Linked DNA regions of Hordeum vulgare: regions 1 and 2 are each linked to region 3. Evidence: chromatin contacts called from public Hi-C data. All regions are on one chromosome and are shown on one strand. Each heading gives the region's core, a stretch centred on a gene start, on an enhancer-like site or on the middle of the called end of the contact. The rest is flanking DNA. Distances are from core to core; before and after follow the strand shown. Region 1 holds the start of LOC123444241 (probable cytokinin riboside 5'-monophosphate phosphoribohydrolase LOGL1). Region 2 holds the start of LOC123444243 (mitochondrial carrier protein CoAc1-like). Region 3 holds the start of LOC123444242 (protein IQ-DOMAIN 6-like).

Region 1 (3,895 bases), core at 778-3,277, 240 kb before region 3:
TGCAATAGCCCACAATGTACTACTCCCTCTGATCCACAATGTACAACTTTGTACTAAATCAGCGACAATTAAAATGGATCGAAGGGAGCCATCGTAATACTCACCGGTTTGTCATGGATTCCAAGCTGCGACCAAGTGATCATCTCTAACAGCTCTTCCATTGTTCCATACCCACCTGGTGTCCACAAAGTAATAACCATGTAAGCATTGTTGGTTTGAACATTCATTATTCTGTCCATACCATGTAGTACTGTAAAACATTAGACCATTCAGATTCAGAAGGATTAAGGAAGAACGTGTAGAATCGTGTCGTGCGTACCCGGAAGAGCAATGAATGCATCGGCTTGTCGCGCCATCTCAGCTTTCCTCTCATGCATGTCGGAGACAATCTTTACTTCTCCAACACTTGCACCGGATATCTGAAAGAGGATTTTCGGTATTTCGTTAGGGCAACCAAGTACCTAAGCTATCTATATACTCCCTCCGTTCCTTAATATAAGCCTTTTTAGAGGTTCCACCAAAGAATTACATACATACAGATGTATATATACATATTTTTGAGTGTAGATTCATTCATTTTGCTCCATATATAGTCCTTTTATGGAATCCCTAAAAAGACTTGTATTCAGGAAGCGGAGGGAGTATGTATATAGTTGCAGGAACATCATTTTCAGATTTCCCCTAGCTATCACCATCCTACAAAGTTCAGAGATATTTGGACAGTAGCACTTGCACATCACCTCAATATAACATATGTATAATGGTGCAATTCAAACCCTACTGCTTGCTTACTTTTCTCACTCAACTTGTGACGACCGACCTCATGGCACAGGCAAATCGAACACTATTATTACATCCACCGAGCGGGCGACTTTATAACTCCAAGTTGTACCGCCCAAAAGTCCACCGAGCTGACGGTCCATTTTTGTGTGTATGGAAACGGGTCTGAAACGGACGGCCTGCAGTTTCAGCGCTACATATTCTAGTCCAATTCCTCAATGATCACCCCACCCATTTGTAACCCCACAAGCAAAGGTGAATCGGTCCGGACCCAACAGAAAACGGGAATCAAATGGTGAGTGGGTAACCAGTCGAGATAGATAGCACTAGTATAGGCGATCGTGGAAAGCCGCGACACCGACATGCGGGGCCAGGCGAAAGGATATGGTAGGATTGAGATGGCCCGTCCGTCAGGAACGGCTTCGGAATTCCGTAGCAAGTTTCGCTTTAGGCAGAGAGCTGAGTCGTGCTGCCACTTCACTGCGTGGCAGAAACTTCTTGCTTTCGCTCTAACGATAACGAACGGACCAATCAGGCAATCGGCAATGACGTAGGAGTAGCTAGCAATCGGCGTTTCTACGCACGAGGAGGAAGAAAGAGAGGGATTTGGTGCGCACCTCGAGGGGCATGAGTGCTCTTGGAATCACCCTGCAAAAACAATCAAACAGAGAGAGAGAGAGAGATGGTGCCGCATTAGGAAGGCTGCGGAGCACGGCTTTGTACTATATTTGGGAATAAGCAGGGGCGGCGAGGTACCCGAGGACGCGGCAGCCGCCGTCGAGAACCGTCTGCGCGATCAGGCCCATCAGCCCGATGCTGCCGCCGCCGTAGACCAGATCGACCCCCCTCGTCACCTGCAAGGCCGCGAAATCGCCACCGTGAGCGTCGAATTTCGGCGCGCGCGGGCGCGGCCTCGGCATTCGGACGCATTGGTACACACTCACCAGGCCCTGGCCGAGCTCGAGCGCGGCGTCGCCGAACACGGCGCGGTTGCCGGAGTTGCTGCCGCAGAAGACGCAGATCCTGCCGAACCTCCTCGGCGGCGAGGGCGCGGTGGTGTCGCCCATGGCTTTGGCTTGTCTCCTCGCGGGCTCGGGCGCGGGAGGATGGGGTTAAGGGGTCGTCGTGGAGGAGGAGTGGGAGGTGTTTGGGTTCGGTTCGTTCTTCTAGCCCCCGTGCCGTGTGTTATCTCTCTCTCGGATCGTATCTTGGGGAGAAGCTTCAAATGAAGGCGGCGTTAAGGAGTTCTGACGCGGCTGTCCTTTTATTATGTCGTGATTTATCTGGTGGGTCATGCGGCCCATATTGCACCAGGAGAGCCCAAGTCTCAGGCAGCTTTCTTTCCGCGGTTTGGCCCTCACAGTTTGCGTCGTATAGCAATGGCGCCCTTGTAACAAATGGCGGTGGAGTTTTATGAAAATTTGTATGAATCGGAAGGGGTCATTGGGATGGAAGAGGTGTTATCTCATATACCTTGTAAGGTTACGAGTTCAATGAATGACATGTTATCAAAGGAGATAACAGGGGAGGATGTGAAGAGTGCTCTGTTTCAAATGTTCCCTAATAAGGCACCGGGACCGGATGGTTTCCCGATCCATTTTTTTTCCAGAAGTACTAGTATTTATGCGGTGAAGAGGTGACCAAGGTTGTGAGTCGAGTTTTGAAGGGAGAAGACTCCCGTGAGGAGATCAATAGGATGTTCATTGTCATTATTCCTAAGATACAAAACCCCACTTTACTGTCTCAGTTTCGGCCTATTAGCTTGTGCAATGTGATTTTTAAAATCGCATCCAAAGTACTTGCTAACCGCGTGAAGCAGATTTTTCCGGATATTATCTCAGAGGAGCAATCGGCCTTTGTGCCCGGTCGTCTAATCACTGATAATGTTATCACTTCATACGAGTGTCTACATTTTGTGAAAAGTAACAGGAGCAAGAAGAATGGGCATTGTGATGTCAAGCTTGATATGATGAAAGCATATGATCGTGTTGAATGGGTATATTTGGAGGCCATCATGAAAAAGCTGGGCTTCTGCGAGCTGTTTGTGCGCCAGGTGATGAGAGGTGTTACTTCAGTATCGTTCTCCCTTCTATTCAATGGAATGCAAAGCAGTGAATTCAAACCCTCTAGAGGTATTCGGCAAGGGGATCCCATCTCCCCCTATCTTTTCCTACTGGCGGTTGAGGGTCTTTCATGCATGCTAAAGCAAGCAAGTTCTGAGGGGCTGTTTGAAGGTATCCAAATCGCTCCTACCGCCCAAAAGGTCAACCATCTTTTGTTTGCGAATGACTGTTTGCTTTTTAGCAAAAATACTACAGAGAATGCTTTGAAACTGAAAGAGATTCTAAGCTCGTACTGCCAAGCTTCTAGGGAGCGTATGAACCATGATAAATCGTCCATTTACTTTGGAAAGGGATGTTTGATGGCGCAGAGGCAGATAATCAAAGGAATTCTTGAAGTCCAAAAAAGAGACCATATGTGAGCGATACTTGGGGCTGCCATCTAATGTGGGACGAGCGAAGAATGGTGTGTTCTCTTATCTTAAGGACAGAGTATGGGAGAATATTCAGGGTTGGATGGAAATGTGCCTAGCTGGGAGTGACAAAGAGGTGCTTATTAAGTAAGTGGTGCAGGCTATACCCACATACTCCATGGCTCTCTTTAAGTTACCTAGGGGATTATGTCAGCATATTACCTCTTTGATACAAAAATTCTGGTGGGGTAGCAAGGCATGAGAAAGGAAAGTAGCATGGGTTTCATGGGAATCAATGTGCATGCCGAAATACAAAGGGGCCTTGGTTTTCGAGATATGGAGATTTTTAACTTGTCACTTCTTGCCAAGCAGGTATGGAGGATTCTCTGTGATCCTAATACCCTTAGTGCGAGAATACTTAAGGCGGTGTTTTTCCCTGATTCCAATATTTTGTCATCCCAAGTGGGTTCCCACCCATCACAAATCTGGCGGTCTCTCTGCGAAGGAAGGGATATTTTGCTCACGGGGCTGATCAAGCGCATTGGAGATGGTGAGAATACAAACATCTGGAACGATAATTGGTTACCAAGGGATTACGGTATGCGCCCATACAATGTAATGTCTTCCAATCCCCCAGACAAA
Region 2 (3,896 bases), core at 1,239-3,738, 150 kb after region 3:
AGGGTTACAACCATGAGCACGCGCTGCTGCATCCACGGAGGTTAGAAACTCACGAAGGCGACATAAGTGAGGGCGGCGACCGGCGGCGACCGACGATGAGGGCGACCAGCGGTGAGGAGGCGAGGCGAGGCGGTCGGTGCGTGCTGGGGCATTGGCGCGTGCGAGGCGGGCCTCTCCCTTTTCCTATGTGAGAGGTTGAAGATAGGAGGTTGGGGACGACGGGATCTGATGGCTCGGGGGGCCAAATCTGACGGCTGGAACTTGACCGACCCAATAGTTGGGCCGGCGCGTCGACGCAGAGTGCTGCCCCGGAAGGAAGGAGGCGATGAAGCGTTGACCCATCTAACACTGGAACGAACGGCTACTGATCCAATTAATTTCTTTGACGAGTCGTGTTCCCAGGAAATTAGTTGGTTGATCGGAGTAAGGGGGTGTTTGTTTTGAGGGACTTTTTTTATGTATGGACTAAAAAAAGTCCGTTTTAGTCCCATGTGAAAGAAACATGAGGGACTTTTAGGGACTAAAAGGGGTATTTGAGACTAAAGAAAGAAGTCCCTATGGAAGGGTCTTTTTGGGACTTTTTGACACTTTTTCTAACAGTGCCCCTACTTTTAGCATGTCATTTAATAATTTCTATTCCCTCCGTTCCTAGATATAAGTCTTTTTAGAGGTTCTACTAGTGGACTACATACGGATGTATATATTAGAGTGTAGATTCACTCATTTTGCTTCGTATGTAGACACCTAGTGAAATCTCTTAAAAGACTTATATTTAGGCTCGCCATAGTGGGGGTATCATAGCTAGTAACATAGTCTTGGGACTAGCAAACATGGTGATGTGGCAAGTAATTAAAAAAAAGAGAGATGATTAGAGTAACATAGGTAGATACCGTAACATGTTAAATGCTATACTACTATGTATCATGCATGTCAACAAATGAGATCACCTATGATACTAGTTTATGATACTATGCACTATGAAGGTAGTATCATACAATAGTAACATGCATGATACTACTATATGTTACTCTCCACTATGAGCAGCCTTAGGAACGGAGGAAGTAGTACATTACTAGTGGTAACATGGTGTTTTTGCATGTCATTTAATGACCTCTAGTTCCTATTGAGACTAGAGACTTTTTAGTTGGGACTAAGAGGGTGCTTGGATCAAAGGGACTAAAACTAGTCTGACTAAAACTAGTCTCTTTGAGAGGCTAAAGTTTCAAGCACCCCTGACTAAAGAGAGACTAAAACTAGTCTAGAGACTAAAATCTTTTAGTCACAGCAACCCCTACTAAAATCTTTTAGTCCTCTCTCTCCTCATTTAATCTCTCCTCGTTTTACTCTTTCATTTAACACAACAGCGGTGCGGCTATAGCCTTCTCGAGCGGTCAAACCAACGGTGCGGCTACATCAGCGTCTTTTTCTTTCCCTTACCTGGAGCGCTCCTCTCCCATTCCTGCTCCTGGTGGCTGAGGAAGGAAGCAGCTGAATAGCCGTCCATGGCCTCCAGCGGCCGCCTTCACCTCCGTTGTTAGCCGCCGGCTCGGCCCACCGCCGCGCCTCCCCCTCCGTTGTTCTGTTGGTGGCCGAGGAACGATTCAGGTGAGAGAGGAGTCCAAGATGCATCCGCCATCGACAACGCGCACCCGATTTCTTCCATTTTTTTGCTTGTATATCCATTAATCGGATGAGAGTATTGTCTCAGATCCATGCGCCATGGACGGCGCCCCGTTTGATTTCTTGTCTCAAACGGAATCATCTGGTGCTGCGGCGGATGCCACGGACGGCGAATGTTACTTATTTTCTTGTGTATGGACAATAGTAATTTCCTTATGTATGGAAATTTTTACTTGTATGGAAAAAGAGCACTGCGAATCACCACACCAGGCGCCTCTGCATAGTGCATACCCGGCGGGTCCTTGCAGGTTTACAGCGTGTTTGTAGTAGGGCCAGCAGATTACCTGCTCCACTGTTGCTCACATTCAGTTTTTTCGTCAGTTCAGTGGCATCTACACGCGCGCCCAAGCATTTGTATTTTCTTGTGTATGAGCAACATTAGTGGCGGGAGCAAGATTCGGTCAACTGACGTGGGGGAGGAGTTGACAGTTATAGCGGTAGGATTAGGGGAGAAGGAGCATAATAAATGCTCATTAAATTGATTTTAATCTTTTTAATATTTTGGATCCAAACATGGATGAGCCTAGCAAGTTTTACTTCCTCTACTTTTAATCATGGGATTAAAACGTATTCAAGCACCCTCTGATCATTGAACTTCTGAAACAAACGGGCCTAACTACTCCTTCGACCGCACTCTGAAGTAGTTTCGGAACAAGGCTCACCAGAGATTTCTGCACGGGTAGGGGGTGCGACCCGCGAAACAAAGCAGCAGCACTCCTGCTTTCCTGGCAACCGGCGTTGATATTTAAGGTTTGGTCGCCAAGATTCTCCCGCATATTACTCATCGTCTCGTGTATTCGGCCACCGCCACTACGCCCTGCACTTCTCCCCCTCGGCCTCCAACCTCAATATTTATTTTATTTTTTGTACTATACAGTACATCTCGGAAAAAAGGAGCAAGACCAAACCGCAATCGACCCCCGTGGCCGTGGCAGGTCGTCGCCTCGGTCAAATCCGGCGGCGGCGGCGGAGTCGTGGGCCGGAAGGCCGACCTGACCTGACCGGACCGGACCGCGGCGCGCCTGACCTGCCCAGTGGGATCCTTCGGGCCGGCGCCCCAGGAGGATATTCTTCGCGCTGGGGGGTGCTTGATTTGGATGAAAGGAGCGCGCCGTCGGCATGGGTACCCCCTCGCAGGGCTCGGCTGCCGTGGCGGCGGCCCGGGTCGACCTCTGCGCGCTCGACCTCATGCCCGTCTTCGCCAAGGAGATGATTGCCGGCGGAGTCGCCGGTGCCTTCTCCAAGACCGCCATCGCGCCGCTCGAGCGCCTCAAGATATTGCTACAGGTTCGTTCTGCGCCTCCGCCCACATGGATTGCTAGAGATTTCCTTCATGGACTTTTCCTGTGTATTACGCGGCTTTAGGCATGATGATACGTCAACGTCGATATTGTTGGTCCAAAGGCGATCTTGAAGCCCGTGAATGTGATAATACGCTACTTAATACTTATCGAGAAGGGCACGCCTCTCCTAAGCCTGTGAATGTGATTGCGCGTCCCTTAAAACGAGTTCTGTGTCGATGGAACTGATGCGCAAGTGTGCTCTGTGCATCACTTCTGTTGACATAGAACATGAGTTTGTTCCGTGTCAGTGAAACTGATGTACAAGGCACACCTGGCAGTTGCAGACTGGCTGGTGTGTGGCTGTGCTAGAGGAGCCTCTACATTCTGTACCATAAGCATGCCTGGGTCTATTAACGCTGTTCCATTAAACATGAGATATGGGCATGAGAGATCTTCTCAGCACTCCGAGATCTTCTCCATGCTACTTGTGGTGCCATAAGAAGGCTATTGTTGATGTGACAGGTAGCAAGTTCCACTTCCATAGGATTGATAGTGTCTGCTTCCATTCGTCTTGTGTATGCAAGATGCCGCAGTAACTACCAGCTGCTTCATTAGTTTTGCCTTCCTAATTTGCGCGTGGTACTATTTTGGGAGGTTTAGATGTTCTCATTCAACTTATAAGTTTCTAAATCATTATGGTTGCTAACATATTCTTACCTTCTGATTCTGCTTGTAGACTAGAACAAATGAGTTCAGGTCTCTTGGAGTTCTGAAATCCTTGAATAAACTGAGAAAACATGACGGTGTCTTGGGATTTTACAAGTATGTTGCAATTCAACTCATTACTTCTGCACTATTATTATTGAAGAAGATGCAGATAATATCTTTTGCTAACCATGTTTTGGTACTACTTCAGGGGAAATGGTGCCAGTG
Region 3 (3,430 bases), core at 282-2,781:
CCAGACTATTCGAGCAGGATGTTACCTGGTGAGAAAGAGCATACGCAATTGCCCTTTCTCTCTTGATTGCACCCTCGCGCCTCATGTGTATCTTTGATCTGACATCATCCACAGTTCCTTGGCTATCACACCATCCTGTCTGCAATGTGAACAATGCCATCCAAACACGCAGACATCAGCAGGATCATCAAATACTCTCTTATCGCTTGCAGCAGCATCATATGCGTATTATGTCAAAAGATAACAAGAATTGTGGAGGACTATATGCTAATTGTCCTAGTACTAGGTAATACACTGAAACAACACAAATCGGCAAGCCTGAACATGGCAAGAACAAGTTTCAAAGATGCATTATTGGTAGCATCTCCCAAGGAAGGCACACCAAACAATGCCACTGCCCAGTGCGCACTATGATGACCCATTCGGACAATCATGGTCAATAGAAAACGTTATCTCAAATCATTGCTTAAAATAAAGGGAGATAAATGTCCATATGGCCGTATCAATCCTTCATCATGAGGAGAGTAATCCTATTGCAGCAAGTCTCTGTCTAGTGAAAGTATCACATCACATTCCTTTCAGAAAAACAAAAGTAACACATCACGTCAACTGATTAAGCAGAACACCTAATTTTACTTTCTGACAGTATGGTTATCTATTTGCACAAGCAGAGGAAGCATAATGCACATATAAATATCACACGAAGTTGGAGTAGTATCTTTGAACAAAAGTATATACCTCTGCTTCCTTGACGGGATCCGCGTGGCTGCTGTGGTCGTCGAGCGTGTCCTGCGAGTCCCGGCCGTCAGCCGACAGCCGCGTGCGCCGGTCCCTCGCCCGCGCCTGCACCCTGACGAGCGCCTGCATGCACTTGACCGTGACGGCCAGCTGCTTGCGCACACGGCGGCCGCGCACCAGCGCCTGCAGCCGCACGATCCCTCGCAGCGCCCTCAGCGCCCTCCTGGCCTGCAGAAGCACCCAAAAGAAACGCGACGCTGAAGAAGCTGAAACTTTGCCGCCCGAGATCGGACCGACCGACGCGAGGAGAGGCGAGCGGCCTACCAGGAAGCCGCGGAAGGCGGTCTGGATGCGGACGGCCCCCCACTCCTGCCTGATGACGCGGAAGTCCTTGGGCGGCGCGCGCACCACGGCTGCGACGACGGAGCTGAGCGCGTCGGCGGCGGCGGAGGAGGACGTCTCGGAGACCTCCGACGCGGCGGCCCTCTGCCCGCCGGACGAGCTCCGCCACAGCCGGCTCCACTTCCGGCCCTTCCCCCCGGCGTGCTGCCTCTCCTTTTCCGCCGCCGCCGCAGGCTTGAGCCCCACCAGCGTCTTGATCCACTTCCCCGACGCGCCCATGGATCGGTCGACGCACGCTCCGCAGAGGCGATGCCAACCAAATCAGACCGGACTCTCCCTTGGGGGGGCTCTCTGGAAACTGGAGAGCGGACGAGGCGAATGGGGAACGAAACGGCCGAACGGGAGGATTTGACCCGTCGGGCGTCGTGCGCTTAATTCGGTTACGATTCACGAGGCTGGGCAGGGGGAGCCGTTCGGGCGGTTTGAAATTTGAAATGGAGGACGAGCCCGGAGCCGGGAAAGCGGGCCGGGGAGAAGTGGGGCCCACGGCGTCGGGCCCGCCCGTTGCCGCTCTCGGACGCTGGCGCGTGGTCCCTCGCCCCGGAGCGAGCGACAAAGAGGCGCGGCATTCGCGGACGGACGCTTTCTGCAGCGGCAGTGTATTTTTTGGGGCTTCGTGAAAGATGGCTCCCTCCGATTGCCTTCGCGACGAGAGGCGACGGGCGACGGGGAGGCTGCCGTGTGGGCCAGCTGGCTGGTGGCTTCGACAGGAGGTGCGTCTCGGGATCCGGACCGTTGGCGAAACGCCCGGCCCGTGGGTTCGAACTTGCGGAGGATTTTGCTTGTTGCTTTGCGAATTGCGACGGCAAGGCGCGGCGCGCGTACGGAGCTCGGAATCGTAGCCCGGACGGGGGCGTGCCGACGCGTGTGTTGTAACTTTGTTTGTTTTCGCCTCTCGTAGCCCGGACGGGGGCGTGCCGGACGGGGACGTAGCTCATAAAAATTTGTTGTGAACAAAATGATCTCGTTTTCTACTCTTACTCGGCGAATTGGAGGCTACATGACGTTCCATTTTCTACGAATTTCAATTCTTATGATATTCCTACCCTATGAATCAAAGGAGGCCTTAGTTGTTAAACAATTAAATGAGCAAAGCTTAGCAATAACAAACTAAGCATATATTCCTTTCATCCTATGAAGAGCGTACATTTAGCTTTAAAATTTATCCATAAAGAAATTTATTTCCATCTTTTTAATGTATTTTAAAGTAAAAAAAATGAGTTCACTATCATCACACGATAATCAAGACCGATAACACTTAACGCGTGGTTTGCTTAATTTTTATATGCCCTTAACTTATTGGAGCTTGGGTAATTAAAGAAGAAAGATGGTGTTTTGCACCTTTTCAATTCATTTTTTGCTACTTCACTTTCATAATTTGTCCTAAAATTTCTATATGCACATTTTTCATCGAACGAAGGAAGCATGCATTATAGACTTTAGTTGCTAAACTTTTCAACACGTCTACCACCCCATATAATAGTAAGGCTAATAAGAAAGCATGTTGCTCGTTATATCGCAATGACATATCACTTATGGGGAAATATTCAATATTTCAGTCCAATACACTGCTTGAGGACCACATGTCGCATTAGATCTCAGAGGACGGATTGCCCCTTGAAACATTTGCATCTTATCCTAGAAAGCAGCATGTTTTTGCAGAGCAAAAAACATATTGGCATGTGCCAAAAACAATTTTGCTTATGAAAGTGCATATATCTCACTTCTCACGGTAATAACATCTACAACCGGACGCCTCAAACAACCTAGCATAGGCCCGCACACGCACCCGATCAATGACCGGGTAGAAGAGAGAAGGAAAAAAGTGATCCAACCGGACCCTTCATATCATCCCAATACGTCTGGGTTGTCCGTAAACCCTCATATCATGGACAAATATAGGAAGGATATGAGGGCTCGCAGACGCGCCCGGATGCGCCCCGTCAGTGTGTCACGTAGGACGCGGCCCCACCCCGGATCACCTTTTCAATTACTATATTCATTATTTTATTTCTCTCTCTTCCTCTTCATCAATCACGTGCAAGTGGCCGAACATATGAGCAAACAAATAAGGAGTGCGGCTACGTAGACGGACAAATAAGGGACACGCCGGTCACTGACTGGGCGCTTCCGCGGATGTTTAGGGGATCATATTTGTTAAGCCCGGTTGTAGATGCTCTAAGACGACACTCAAGACATCAATTAGTTGATAATGTATGTGTATGACGAGAATCAACCAAAGATGTCGAGGTACGACGATCTATGGGACCGGCTAGGCCCCTTTTGCGGC

The links. A called contact is a pair of places that touch in the nucleus more often than the background predicts.
Region 1: a Hi-C map of seedling shows a contact between it and region 3, with 4 times the contacts expected there. The contact joins the promoter of LOC123444241 here to the promoter of LOC123444242 in region 3. A contact is called at or near these places in 4 of 6 Hi-C or Micro-C datasets (leaf and seedling).
Region 2: a contact with region 3 is called in a Hi-C map of leaf, with 6 times the contacts expected there. The contact joins the promoter of LOC123444243 here to the promoter of LOC123444242 in region 3. A contact is called at or near these places in 2 of 6 Hi-C or Micro-C datasets (leaf and seedling) and 1 of 1 datasets of contacts at active chromatin or transcription factors (embryo).

Annotation. Positions count from the first base shown.
Region 1 is chr3H:457,478,099-457,481,993 of MorexV3_pseudomolecules_assembly, forward strand. It overlaps LOC123444241 (probable cytokinin riboside 5'-monophosphate phosphoribohydrolase LOGL1), which reads right to left and starts at 2,028. Exons shown (of 7, transcript XM_045120904.1): 1 at 1,725-2,028; 2 at 1,537-1,634; 3 at 1,398-1,428; 4 at 320-419; 5 at 105-175. The coding sequence starts at 1,847.
Region 2 is chr3H:457,868,952-457,872,847 of MorexV3_pseudomolecules_assembly, forward strand. It overlaps LOC123444243 (mitochondrial carrier protein CoAc1-like), which reads left to right and starts at 2,489. Exons shown (of 7, transcript XM_045120907.1): 1 at 2,489-2,967; 2 at 3,700-3,785; 3 at 3,880-3,896. The coding sequence starts at 2,800.
Region 3 is chr3H:457,715,298-457,718,727 of MorexV3_pseudomolecules_assembly, forward strand. LOC123444242 (protein IQ-DOMAIN 6-like) reads right to left here and starts at 1,532. Exons shown (of 3, transcript XM_045120905.1): 1 at 739-1,532; 2 at 26-139. The coding sequence starts at 1,359.